Linked DNA regions of Sus scrofa: region 1 is linked to region 2. A link is a contact called in public HiChIP or PLAC-seq data. All regions are on one chromosome and are shown on one strand. Each heading gives the region's core, a stretch centred on a gene start, on an enhancer-like site or on the middle of the called end of the contact. The rest is flanking DNA. Distances are from core to core; before and after follow the strand shown. Region 1 overlaps ACER3 (alkaline ceramidase 3). Region 2 has its middle 23 kb from the start of TSKU.

Evidence for each region. HiChIP or PLAC-seq counts read pairs in DNA pulled down with a chosen protein or histone mark.
Region 1: an H3K27ac HiChIP or PLAC-seq map of skeletal muscle shows a contact between it and region 2, with 5 times the contacts expected there. The contact joins two enhancer-like sites. A contact is called at or near these places in 15 of 47 Hi-C or Micro-C datasets (alveolar macrophages, embryonic fibroblasts, fetal heart ventricle and 9 more) and 2 of 2 datasets of contacts at active chromatin or transcription factors (alveolar macrophages and skeletal muscle).

Annotation. Positions count from the first base shown.
Region 1 is chr9:11,053,682-11,060,121 of Sscrofa11.1, reverse strand. All of the region lies in intron 1 of ACER3 (alkaline ceramidase 3), which reads right to left. Among named protein-coding and RNA genes, the nearest start is that of ACER3, 72 kb to the right of the region's middle. Within about 2 kb of position 3,496, at least 16 of the 83 cell types and tissues checked have an H3K27ac peak or open chromatin away from gene starts, as enhancers often do. A contact at or near this core is called in alveolar macrophages, retroperitoneal adipose tissue and skeletal muscle, where this site is marked.
Region 2 is chr9:10,946,880-10,953,891 of Sscrofa11.1, reverse strand. No RefSeq gene overlaps it. Among named protein-coding and RNA genes, the nearest start is that of TSKU, 23 kb to the right of the region's middle. Within about 2 kb of position 2,366, at least 24 of the 83 cell types and tissues checked have an H3K27ac peak or open chromatin away from gene starts, as enhancers often do. A contact at or near this core is called in alveolar macrophages, retroperitoneal adipose tissue and skeletal muscle, where this site is marked.

The DNA of each region.
Region 1 (6,440 bases), core at 2,247-4,746, 110 kb before region 2:
TGGTTAAGGATCTGGCATTGTTACTGCTGTGCTACAGGTTTGATCCTGGCCCAGAAACTTCCACATACTGCAGGTGTAGCCAATAAATAAATAAATAAATATAGTTTTTTAAAGTGACAAATATTCATTGTAAAAAATATAAACAATCCAGGAAGTTCCTGTGTGACACTGTGCATTAAGGATTCAACATTGCCATAGCTATGGCACAGGCCACAGCTGTGGCACAGGCTGCAACTGCAGTGTAGGTTTGATCCCTGGCCCAGGAATTTCCACGGGTGCAGCCAAAAAAAAAAAAAAAAAAAGAAAAAAAAAGAAAAGAAAAAAATTTGAGGAGTTCCCGTTGTGGCTCAGTGGTTAGCGGATCCGACTAGGAACCATGAGGCTGCAGGTTCAATCCCTGGCCTCGCTCAGTGGGTTAAGGAACCAGTGTTGCCATGAGCTGTGGTGTAAGTCAAAGACCTGGCTCAGATCCCATGTTGCATGTGGCTGTGGCTGGCGGCTACAGCTCTGATTCGACCCCTATCCTGGGAACCACCATATGCTGCGGGTGCAGCCCTAGAAAAGACCAAAAAATATATATATTTTTGAACAATTCAGAAAAGTGCAAAAAAATTAAATCATTAAATATCCTAACACCCAGAAATTATCACTATTAGTATTTGCTAAGATTTACATATATTGCATGGATGAATGGATGAATGAAGAAAGAAAAGACAGTTTTATAGGATATTAGACATGTTCTTTTATTAAATTATCTTAACAAAAGAAAGTAAAACTGAATGTGAAATAACTAGAGTTCTGATTTTTACATGGCAATTTTTATAGCATATGCATCCTTGCTGTAAAACAAAGAAATTCACACTCTTAAATTTCTATCTACCTCCCTTCCACTACTTACTGATTTTTATGTTTCTTCCTCATTCTCAAGGACTATATATTTCACGTTGTCAAGAATCTATATTTAGTTCTACACACCACATTTTGCATCCTTGCTGATTTTTTTAAACCTAACAGCTTTATCAGAATATAATTCACAAATCATAAAAATAACTGTGTACAATTCAGTGTTTTTTCGTGTATTCAGAGTTGTGCAACCACCATCACAATCTCATTTTCAAACACTTCCATAGTCCAAAATGAAACCCCAGACCCATTATCTGTTACTTCCCAACTCTTCTCTCCAGAGTCCCTGGTGACCACCAATCTAGTTTCTGTCTCTGGACTTGGCCATCCTGGACATCTCATATAAATGGATTCATACAATATACAATCTTTTGTGTTTGTCTTTTCTCACTTAACATAAGGTCTTCAAGGTTCATCCACTCTGTAGCATGTATGCATTAAAAACTTCATTCTTTTTTGGAGTTCCCGTTGTGGCACAGAGGAAACTAATCTGACTAGGAAAGATGAGGTTGCAGGTTCGATCCCTGGCCTCGCTCAGTGGGTTAAGGATCCGGCAGTGCCGTGAGCTGTGGTATAGGTCGAAGAGGTGACTCGGATCCCAAGTTGCTGCACCTGTGGCATAGGCTGGTGGCTCCAGCTCTGATTAGACCCCTAGCCTGGGAACCTCCATATGCCACAGGTGTGGCCCTAAAAAGACAAAAAAACAAAAAAACAAAAAAAAAAAGAACCTCATTCTTTTTTTTTGCCAAAAAGTCCATTGTATGGATATACCACATTTTATTTATATACTTGTCAGTTGGACATCTGGGTTGTTTCCACTCTTTGGCTATTACAAATAATATTGCTATGAACATTCATATGTAATTTTTTGTGTGTATGGATGTATTTTCAGTTCTCTTTAGAATATACCTAGGAGTGGAATTCCTGTGTCATTTCATAATTCTATGTTATCTTTGTTTTTAACTTCAGGTCTCTATTTAAATGGATACAGTGTCAATCTCCAGTCTTTTTCCCATGCTATTCTTTTTTTTTTTTTTTTTTTTTTTTTTTTTTTTTTTTTTTTTTTGTTGTTTTTTCTTCCGGCATATGAGTTCCAGTAGGGTCGAATCGGAGCTTAGCCAGCCTACCAAGCACAGCACGCATCGGCATCTGCAACCTACCCAGCTCACCCGGATCCTTACCACTGACAGGCAACAACCCACTCATGTTCCTATCGAATCATTAACTGGCCACATCTGTCTTTTTTTTAAGCCAAGTTTTACTTGTTTAAATTTCATCATCCATCTCCATATTTTTTTTTCAAGGATATGTATGTGCTGTATTCCCTGACTTCTGAGTGCTTGAGAATATGTCTTTTGCCTTTAATGCAAAAGATAATTTAGCCACAAAATTTTGGGGTCTATCTTTCTTTCAAAAGTTTTTAATCACTATGCTCTCATTATTCAGACTAAAAACATCACTATGTAGAAGTTTGAAGCTAGTGTGCACTTTCCCCTGTGGATAACTGTATGGCAAGCATGCCCTACACACTACAAACATGTAGTATGAAAAGGATGGTCTTGTCAATAAAGGGTACTGGAGCAACTGGATGTTTGCAAGAGAAAAAAATGAATCTGGACCCCAAGCTCACACTTCTTACACAAAAATAAAATCCAGATGTATTGCAGATCTAAATGTGAAAAGTAAAACAGTATAACTTTTTTCTTTTTTAAACAGCATAACTTTTAGAAGAAAACATGGGAGAACAGCTAAACAAGCTTGGAAATGGCAATAAACTTTTAAAGAGAACACAGAAAGGATTAACCACAAAGGCAAAAAGACTATAAAGTCAAGAAGAAAGAATAAAAGTTTGTTTTTTTCAAAGCTGATTTAAAGAATAATAGATATGAAACTGCTTTGTAAATAAGGGATATATAAATGTCAGCTTATTTAACTTTACTGGACAAAAAGAATGCATGAAAAATTATCATAAAATGAAAACTTGGGTTAAAAAAATACTACCAGTCTGGGTCCAATCAGGAAAGATAAATCAGAGAGTAATTTGAACTGAAAAAGTTTACTATAAAAAATCATTAGGTCATGCAGTGGGTTAAGAATCTGGCACTGTGACTGCTGTGGTTTGGGTTTGATCCCTGGCCCTGGAACTTCTACATGCTGTGGGGGCGGCCAAAAAAAAAAAAAAATCGTTAATTATAAGAGGAAATTGCAGTAGTGAGAGATGGCTAGTAGTAAGCAAAGCTAACTCTAGAGAATACAGAAATAGCATATGTAAGGAACAGCTACTACGCCTAAGATGGAGATAGAAACTAAAAGGAGAGGTCCCAGCCAGGGCTGACAGCCAGACCCTTGTGGAGGGGGCATGACCAAAGCTCATCAAACAGTAGGTAAGTTACTGGGCTGCCACCCCTGAAGAGCTCAGTGAAAATCCACCCCTAGTAGCTTGTGCTTAAACTACCTTCTAGGATGCCAGGAAAAGCTTATTACATGGAGGCAGGAGCTAGGGGCCACTAGTGCTGCTGACTGCATGACTGCAGGAGCTGGCACTGGAGAAGCTGAGTAAGCTTCTGGATCTGAGCACTGGGGGAAGTTTCATAAACAGGGCAGAAGATGGATGAACCACTTGCACTGCAAGAGCCAGGCACTGAAGCCAAGCTGACACACCAGAACTAGGAAGGAAAATCCTTTCTCTTGCAGTGTCTCTCCAGTGCCCTCTACTGACCAAGCTGAACATCCAGCTAAGCTATTGAAGGAAACATTTAAAGGGCCCAGGCCCACTTTCACAGAGCATGCAATGAATTTGAATTTGAAGATGAGAGGTAATAAATTAATAACTATATCGATAACAGTTGATAACAATTATAAAACTATGTTTTCGCCAATCATTTCTGCACAAAACTATGTTTAGTGCGGGTTCCCCCAGCACCAAAATAAGTTTTAAGATGGTAAAGTAATGGGAGTTCCCACTGTGGCACAATGGAAACGAATCTGACTAGGAACCATGTGGTTGCGGGTTCAGTCCCTGGCCTTGGTCAGTGGGTTAAGGATCCAGTGTTGCTGTGAGCTGTGGTGTAGGTTTCAGACAGGCTTGGATTCCGTGTTGCTGTGGCTTTGGTGTAGGCCGGCAGCTACAGCTCCAATTTAACCCCTAGCCTAGGAACCTCCATATGCTGCAAGTGGGGCCCTAAAAAGACAAAAGACAAAAAAAAAAAAAAAAAAAAAAGATGGAAAGTAATGGATTCTTTCTTCTTTTTTTAATATTTTCTACAATATGGGTATTCAGTTTTTATAACTTAAAGTTAAAATATTGGTAATATAGATGAATGATAGAAAATAAAGGCTAAATTATTTCCACTACGGGTTTAACTGGACTTTGGAGTGCCCCAGAAAATTCAATTAAAACATTATTTTTCCAAAAATAAAAACTAGAGATTCATTCATATACCACACAATACTGTTCTAAAACATTAGGAAGTTCCCATTGTGGCTCAGCAGGTTACAAACCCGACTAATACCCACGAGGATGTGGGTTTGATCCCTGGCCTCTCTCAGTGAGTTAAGGATCCTGTGTTGTTATGAGCTATGGTGCAGATTGCAGACACGGCTCAGATCCTGCAGTGCTGTGGCTGTGGTGTAGGCTGGCAGCTGCAGCTCCAATTTGATCCCTAGCCTGGGAACTCCATATGCTGTGGGAGCAGCCATAAAAAGCAAAAAAACAAAGCAAAACAAAACAAAATTTTATAGAGGGAATCCTGTTTGGATACAGAGTTAAATGATTTTTTTTTAATCTGAAAATTATAATATTTTTATACCCACAAACACATCTTTGAATTCTTGCCCCCAAATTATAGGCAAGGCTGGTATTTCAGTAATTTCAAGATTTCTTAACAGGTAAAGCTATCTTTTACCAAGTGAAAAGAACTCAAGTATCAAAATATAGAAAAGAAGGTGGCGGTGGTGGGGGGCGGTTAATGTGCCAAAGAGTAAGTCTGAAACAACTTTGAAAATATAGTAGAAAGCTGTTTACCTCAGCATGACAGTAGATGGAGCCAGTATGCTCAGCCTCCTTTAAAGTGCTCCCAAAAGTGGCAGAACACACAAAGCCCCGGGGCAGCTGGGTTGATAATTTAGAACTCAGTCATATTTATAATTGTGTAACCACCACTTAAAAAAACAGAAACAATAAAATCTGGGGAAGCCGAAAAAGTGATCTACACTGCTTCATTTGCCACTGTGGGGAGTCCTCAGAGTCAGCAAAAAGCCAGATGAGAGAAGCAGTAACTGGTTTGAGCCTGAAAGAAACCCAGTACTTCCCACAAGGAAAGTTCATTTTGTCAAATATTTAACTACTTATGCAAATGTTCAAAAAATGTTAACTGCAGAACTTCAGAGTATTCAGAGCTGGAAAAAGACAAGATCATCTAATCTCAACTTACAGCAGACAACATTTTGTTGATACCCACTACCACCTTCCAGCTGTGAGAACTTGGGCAACTTATGCTTAATTAAGCCTAGTTTCCTGACCTCTAAACTGGGGGTGGCAGGGAGATGTTATTTAAATAATTCTATGATGAAAACAAAAAATATGACAAAATAATGCACATAAAGATCATTTCTGATAAGAGAAAGAACCAACGAACATAATACAGGAACGTCTACAATACTGCTATGTTAAGAATTAAGGAGTTCCCGCCATGGCTCAGCAGAACGAATCTAAATCTAACTAGTATCCATGAGGACACAGGTTCGGATGCCTGGCCTCACTCCTCATGGATGCTAGTCAGATTCGTTTTTGCTGAGCCACAATGGGAATTCCCCCTTAGCAGCTTTTTTTGTTTGGTTGGTTGGTTGGTTTTGTTTTTTCATTTTGATTTTTGTCTTTTTGCCTTTTCTAGGGCCGCTCCCACGGCATATGGAGGTTCCCAGGCTAGGGGTCGAATTGGAGCTGTAGCCGCCGCCTACGCCAGAGCCACAGCAACACGGGATCTGAGCCGCGTCTGCTACCTACTCCACAGCTCACAGTAACGCCAGATCCTTAACCCACTGGCAAGGCCAGGGATTGAACCTGCAACCTCATGGTTCCTAGTCAGATTCGTTAACCACTGCGCCACAATGGGAACTCCATAGCAGCTTTTAATTAAGACAAATACCAGAATAACAACAGGAAATTAATACAGGTATGTCTTACTTTAAAAAGTGATAAATACGGAGTTCCCTTTGTGGCTCAGCAGTTAACAATCCGACTGGGATCCATGAGGTTGTGAGTTTCATCCCTGGCCTTGCTCCGTATGTTGCTGTGGGCTGTGGTGTAAGCTGCAGATGCGGCTCGGATCCTGCATTGCTGTGGTGTAGGCCAGCAGTTGTAGCTTCGATTCCACCCCTACCTGGGAACTCCCATATGCCGCAGGTATGGCCCTAAAAAGAAAAAAAAGTGATAAACACAAATTCAGCTTAATTTGACAAACATTCACTAACTATTTTCTATGGGCAGAGCACTGAGTCAGGAGATGGGAAGAAAGGTTAGCAATCTTGATTCCTGT
Region 2 (7,012 bases), core at 1,117-3,616:
ACCTGGGGGATTCTGGGCTCCCATGTACTCTCCTCTCTTGTCACTGGATGTATGTATGGCCCTGGACAAACCACATACGGCCTCTCGGACCCTCAGTTTTCTCTTTTGTAAAGGGAGCTAACAATGCCATCCGAGGTCCTCACAGGTTTTTGCTGAGATCAAAATATATCATGGACAGAAAACTATGACACTTACAATGGATAAAAAACAAAGTCCTACAATACAGCACTGGGACAGTATCCAATTTCCTAGGATAGGCCACGATGGAAAATAATATAAAAAATGTGTATCTATGTATGACTGGGTCATTTTGCTGTACAGCAGAAATTGGCACAACATTGTAAATCAACTATACATTAATAAAAAAATAAACAAACATATCAGTGCTTTGAGACATTACATGCTATTCATGATATAAGGCATCACTCGTTTTACTGTTTTTGTTTTTGGTTTTGGTCTTCTGTCTTTTTAGGGCCGCACCCACGGCATAAGGAGGTTCCCAGGCTAGGGGTCCAAGAGGAGCTGTAGCCCTGGCCTATGCCACAGGCACAGCAACACAGGATCCAAGCCTCATCTGCGACCTACACCACAGCTCACGGCAATGCTGGATCCTTAACCCACTAAGTGAGGCCAGGGATCGAACCCGAATCCTCATGGATGCTAGTTGGGTTCGTAAACCGCTGAGCCACGATGGGAACTCCCATTTTTACTGTTACTTTTAGCAGTTCCCTTTCCTAACTTATCAGCACTCCTGGCTGAGCTGCCAACGAGCTCAAGACTCAGTCCTCACTTGGATCCAGCTTAGACTAATGGTGTAAGGGCAGCAGGGAGAGGGTCACAGGAGTGAAATATTTGGTGTGGCACCAGCCCAAACCGACATGGAGCCCTGTGCTGGGACACGGCCCTGAACCTCAGCCTTGGGGAACACACGAAGGAGCTCCCTGAGGCCCTCAGTGGGCCAGGCCATGGGATGGGGGCTCTGAGTGTGGTGCAAACGTATTGTAAACACATTTTAATGTTAATGTCCCCAGATTCCCATGAGGGAACAGAGCTCAGAGGGTAAAAGGTCTTGGATGGGGTGATGCAACTAGAAAGTGGCAGCAGCAGCCGGGATGCAAGAGGCCCCCAACTTTCCCTGCCACCCTCATTTGAGAGACAAAATACTTTCCCTGCTGGCCTCCCCTTGTGCCTGGGAATCCCGCATAACCAAATAATCTCAGGAAAATCTCTGTGTTTCCTGTTAAAAAGCCACGGACTAGCTGGGAGCAGTGGCCCACGAGACGTTCTTGTGTTTACCTTGTGCTGAGCAGGGCCCCGTGGGGCGCAAGGAGGACACCTGCCCAGGAAGCTCAGAGGACCCAGGTTCAAATCCGCGGCCACTTGGTCGAGCAGCCTTGAGCAGGTTACCTAAGAAGAAAACACAAACTTAGGTCCGCAGGACTTTCTCTGAGGCCCAAGGCGCTTCCCAGCCCCAGAATAACCACCCTTGGCCACGAGAGCAACCAAGCAGCACGACTAGAGGCTGATCAGAGGTTGGTGGACTGGGCTGGAGCCCGGATCAACGCACGTGGACCACTGGCGGCAGGGCCCAGAGTCCCTTCCAAGGTCACGGCCAACCCTGAGGAATGAGTCAAGGAGGCTGACTCTCTGGGATTCTCTTTCTGAATCTGTAAAGTTAGCAGTCTTTTTTTTTTTTTTTTTTTTTAGGGCCGCACCTGCAGCATATGGAGGTCCCCAGGCTAGGGTCAAATTGGAGCTACAGCTGCCGGCCTATGCCACAGCCACAGCAACGCGGGATCTGAGCTCTGAGCTGCATCTGCAACCTACACCACAGCTCATGGTAACACTAGATCCTTAACCCAGTGAGCGAGGCCAGGGATCGAACCCACATCCTCATGGTTCCTAGTCAGATTCATTTCCGCTGTGCCACGACAGGAACTCCTAAAGTTAGCATTCCCTTGTACATTCTACACACCTAGTTAGTTTACTTCTGGGCTCTACTACCCAACAGGCTTGCTGTTAAAATCTATAATCTGTCATCTACCTGCTGCAGGACCTTGGGCAAATTATTTAACCTCTTTGAGCTTCAGTTCTCTCGACTGTCAAACATCTTTTGGTTCAGTGAGAACGAAATGAGGGATGAGCATTAACTAGTCATTGAACTAGAAAAAACAAAACGAAAACCCACCTGAATACACGTTAGTTTTAAAATTCTGTAAAAGCCGCAGATGGGAAGTTATTGCATCAGAGGGGGGAAGATGTGAAGGCAATGCAGTCTTGGGCGACTGTCAAAAGCCACCTGTCACCCTGGTTCTGCGTCTCTGAGTCTGCCCCCTGCGCGCTCCCCAGGGACGCCCCCACCCGCATCCCTCCCCAAGCCTGGGGCTAGAGCGTCACCTCCGGACTAGAACGAAAAGCCGCGCGGGGAGAAACGCAGGGGGAGTGCCGCTCGCAGCGCCCTCTGGTGGAGGGAGACAGCGCTACAGCCGGACGCTGTGGCCGAGCAAAGACCCGGCTGCTGCACGGGGGTGGGCCTTCTGTTTTTTGTTTTGTTTTGTTTTGTTTTGGCCTTTTAGGGCCGCACCCACGGCAGAGGAGATTTCTGGGCCAGGGGTCCAATCGGAGCTACAGCTGCCGGCCTACACCACAGCCACAGCAACGCAGGCTCCAAGCCTCGTCTGCGACCTACACCACAGCTCACCGCAAAGCTGAATCCTTAACTCGCTGAGCGAGGGACCACGTGTTGAACCTTCAACCTCATGGTTCCCAGTTAGATTCGGTTCCGCTGCGCCAGGGCGGAACTCCTGCCGCACGTTCTTGCTCCTTCTTCCTGTTTGCCTCTCAAATGGGAACTTCCAGCCCCGCCGCTGTAGCCACCTGGCGCCTTGAGTTGCCCTGGACGAGGAGCCCCTGCGGCCAGGGCTGTGTTGGGTCCGCCTCTGGGTGCCCTGCGGCCAGGACTGTGGTGTCTTTCTGATAAACACCGGGCTTAAAAGTGGCAGTGGTGGGGGTGGGGTGGGGGAATGGGCATTCCCCTCCTGGCTCAGAGGTAACACACCCAGCTCGCGTCCATGATGACGCTGGTTCGATCCCTGGCCTCTCTCAGTGAGTTAAGCATCCAGCATTGGCGTGAGCTGTGGTGTAGGTGGTAGACGCGGCTTGGATCCTGCGTGACTGCGGCATAGGCCGGGGATTTGACCCCCTAGCCTGGGAACTTCCATGTGCTGCACCAAAAAGAAAGAAAGAAAGACAGAGAAAGAAAGAAAGGAAGGAAGGAAGAAAAAGAAAGAAAAAGAAAAAAGTGGTGGGGGGCAGATCCCGAGCTTTGAGGCCTGGGCTCACGCCCTCAGCTGCCCTAATCCTTTGAGTAACTCCCTCAGCATCCCGTTGCCTTTGTTCCAGAGTTTAATTATTCCTGTTATCTCTCACCTTGTCTCCCAGAGAATGGGCTGCCCACCGAACGAATGTTCCCTGGCAGGGCTAAGCAAGCTCTCTGGGCAGGTCTACCAGCCAAGGAATTACATTCATTCTTTTTTTTTTTTTTGAACAGGAGTCACTCTACGGAGGAGTGGGAAGATGACGGGGTTGGAATAGGGCTTTGAGTTCCAGTCCCAGGTCCTCCCACTCCCTCTCTGGGCACTATTTTCCACATCTGTGAAATTATGGGCTGGTGGTTGGCCCCGCCCTACCTTGATGAGACACAGGTGTGAGGTGTCAGATCTGTGTAAACTTGATGGATTGTTGATTGATTTTGTCTGTTTGTCTTTTTTAGGGGCTGCACCTGGGGCATAGGGAGGTACCCAGTCTAGGAGTCGAATCGCAGCTGTAGCCGCCGGCCTACACCACAGCCACAGCCACGCCAGATCCGAGCCGCACCTGTGACCTACACCACAGTTCAAGCCGCATCTGGACCTACACCAGAGCTCACCGCAACGCCGGATCCTTAACCCACTGAGCGAGGCCAGGGATTGAACCCTCGTCCTCGTGGATGCTAGTCATGTTCGCTAACAGCTGAGCCACCACGGAACTCCCCGAATCTGTGTAAACTTCAAAGTGTTACCGGGACCTGATTATGCAGTACAATCACCTGGATTTATTTGTTTTTAAACCCTGAAAACAATCACATTATGTCTTATGGAAGTAAAATTCTGGTACAATTGCCAAGAAGCTGGCAAGGTCCCATGTGGACCCTCACATGGGACTCTCGCCCCTTTCAGGCCTGTCACAGCTGCCACCTGAGGGAGGGGGAAGGGACAGGGAAGAGGGTCCGGTTGTAGAACTGAAGGTGGCACGAGCTGGTTTCGGCCATAAGCAAGCTGTGCTGCCTTAGGAAAGTCCCGTAGCCTCTCTGAGTCTCCGTTTAACCTTCAATAAAACGGAGGTATTTCATTTTTTGGATGTGTCCTAATAACCAACCAGGTGCCAGGCAGCAGCATGGGTGCGAGGGAACTTTTGGGGAGCAAGGTGGGCACAGTTCTTGCCCTCTGTGTAAAGTGAAAGCTGGAAAAATAAACAAAATGACAAGTGGCACTCTGGAAGGAAGATGAGGTGCTGGCTTAGCCCAGAGGCAGTACAGCTCACATTGCCTGGAGTTGGATCGGGGGAGGTGGTCAAGGGAGGCTTCTCAGAGGAGGTGGCGGCAGGGGCAGAAGTGCACTGGGACAAGATAAGTGGGAAGTAATGAGGCTGGTGGGCTTGAGGACGGGGGAGCATTCATTGTCTCCTCCTCTGCTCCTCGGAGCATCAACTTCCATTAGAACATGTTAGCAAAAGGACGTTCGGGAGTTCCCGTGGTGGCGCAGCGGAAACGAATCCGACTAGGAACCGTGAGGTTTCAGGTTCGATCCCTGGCCTCACTCAGTGGATTAAGGATCCGGCGTTGCCGTGAGCCGTGGTGTAGATCACAGATGCAGCTCGGATCTGGTGTGGCTGTGGCTGTGGTGTAGGCCGGCAGCTGTAGCTCGGATTCGACCCCTAGCCCGGGAACCTCCAAAGGCCGTGGGTGTGGCCCTAAAAAGCCGGAAAAAAAAAAAAAATAAAGGAAGTTCTGCGCAGTCAGTCCTGAGGGGTCTGCCCTGAACCCGAGGCACACTTCCTCCAAACGCCCATCCTCCACACGTCTGTGCGAATGTCAGATTTTACTGGCGGGTGGGGCCGGTCGTGGGAATTACAGCGTTCGTGTCTGTGTTGGGGGAGAGTATTTTTAAAGCTTGAGCTAAGTATGACTTTGTCCACAGTCTGCGGGAAGTGCTAAAAAGCTACGCCTTCCCTGGGGCCCCCTGTGTTCCAGACGCTTCCGTCTTGCCTGCCCTCCTCTGACTGGTCTCACCTGCCCCCACCCAGTGCCCAGCCTCACCGCAGCCCCAGAGCCCTGCTTGTGAGTCCCTGGGGTGGGAGAAAGGGCCCTAAGGGAAGGAGGAGGCCCCTAGCAGGACAGTGGGTCTGGATCCTTTCTGTCCGGGTTCCTAGCCGGGGCTGTGGGTAGACAAGGCAGGCTCAGTGTGAGAGGTGGGACTGTCTGGGGACCTGCAAGTCACTGTCTGGGCTGTGAGGAGAGTGTGAGGCTGAGTGGAGACGGGCTGCTGGGGGGCTAGAATATAACAAGAAGGGGCGTTCCCGTTGTGGCTCAGTGGTAAGGAACTCAACTAGCATCCATGAGGACAAAGGCTCGATCCCTGGCCTTGCTCCGTGGGTTAAGGATCCAGCGTTGCCATGAGCTGTGGTGTAGATCGCAGACACGCGGCTCAGATTGGTGTTGCTGTGGCTGTGGTGTAGGCCGGCAGCTGTAGCTCCTATTTGACCCCTAGCCTGGGAACCTCCATATGCTACAGATATGGCCCTAAATAGACAAAAAATTAAAATAAAACAACTAACTAAATAAAAATACAGAATAACAAGAGCTGAGTTTATGAGTAGGGTGGCACCTCATAAATTTAAAATACCAGGCACACGTGTTCCCTTTCACCTGTTCCTCTCTGCCTGGTCTCTTCGGACTGGCGATCCTCGGGGAAGCTCTGGCTGCCTGGTTTTGTCATTCAGCACCTTTGCATCTTCAGCCGCTCACATCCCATGGCTAGGCTAGCACGTCCTTTACCAGGGAAGGCGGAGAGGGTGGAGGAGGGGCAACAGGGTTGCAGGGGTGGAACTTCCGACTTGGTGGTGTTGGTTATCCATTGCCATGTAGGCACGTAGAGGCCTTGGCACAGCAATCGTTTTATTTGCGCAGGATTCTGCAATCAGGCCTGGGATCAGCTGGGTGGTTCTTCTGCTGCTTTTGTTGCAATCACTCCTGGGTGTAAAGGGTTGGCTGGGGTCTGGGATCTGCAGGAATGGAGGATGGCTAAGCTTCTCTTTCTCTCTCTAAGGCCTGAGAACTTCTCCACAGGGTCTCACCAGACTCTCCACGGCAGCTCCAGACTCCGAGCATTGCAAAAGGGAAAGCTGCCAGACCCAGTCGGGGACGGACCCAGAGCCACTTCTATTGCATTGTACTGACTACAGCAAATCACAGGCCCCGCCCAGATGCGAGAGGACAGGTCTACACAGGGTGAGGACTCCAGACGTGGCTCATTGGGAGCCACCAGTACAACAGGATATCACATTGGTGGCGTGTGGAAAAGCCCATCTCCTCCCACTACCTTCTTCACGGGTCTCACAGTGTTCTAGAATCAACATCTTTTTTTTTTTTTTAATAGGAAATAGAACCAATCCACTTTTATTTATTTATTTTTTTGTCTTTTTGCCATTTCTTGGGCCGATCCCACGGCATATGGAGGTTCCCAGGCGAGGGGTCTAATTGGAGCTGTAGCCCCGGCCTACGCCAGAGCCACAGCAACGCGGGATCTGGGCCACATCTGCAACCTACACCACAGCTCACGGCAACGCCGGATCCTTAACCCACTGAGCGAGGCCAGGGATCGAACCCGCAACCTCATGGTTCCTAGTCGGATTCATTAACCACTGTGCCACGACAGGAACTCCTAGAATCAACATCTTAGCAACTGTCCTACCA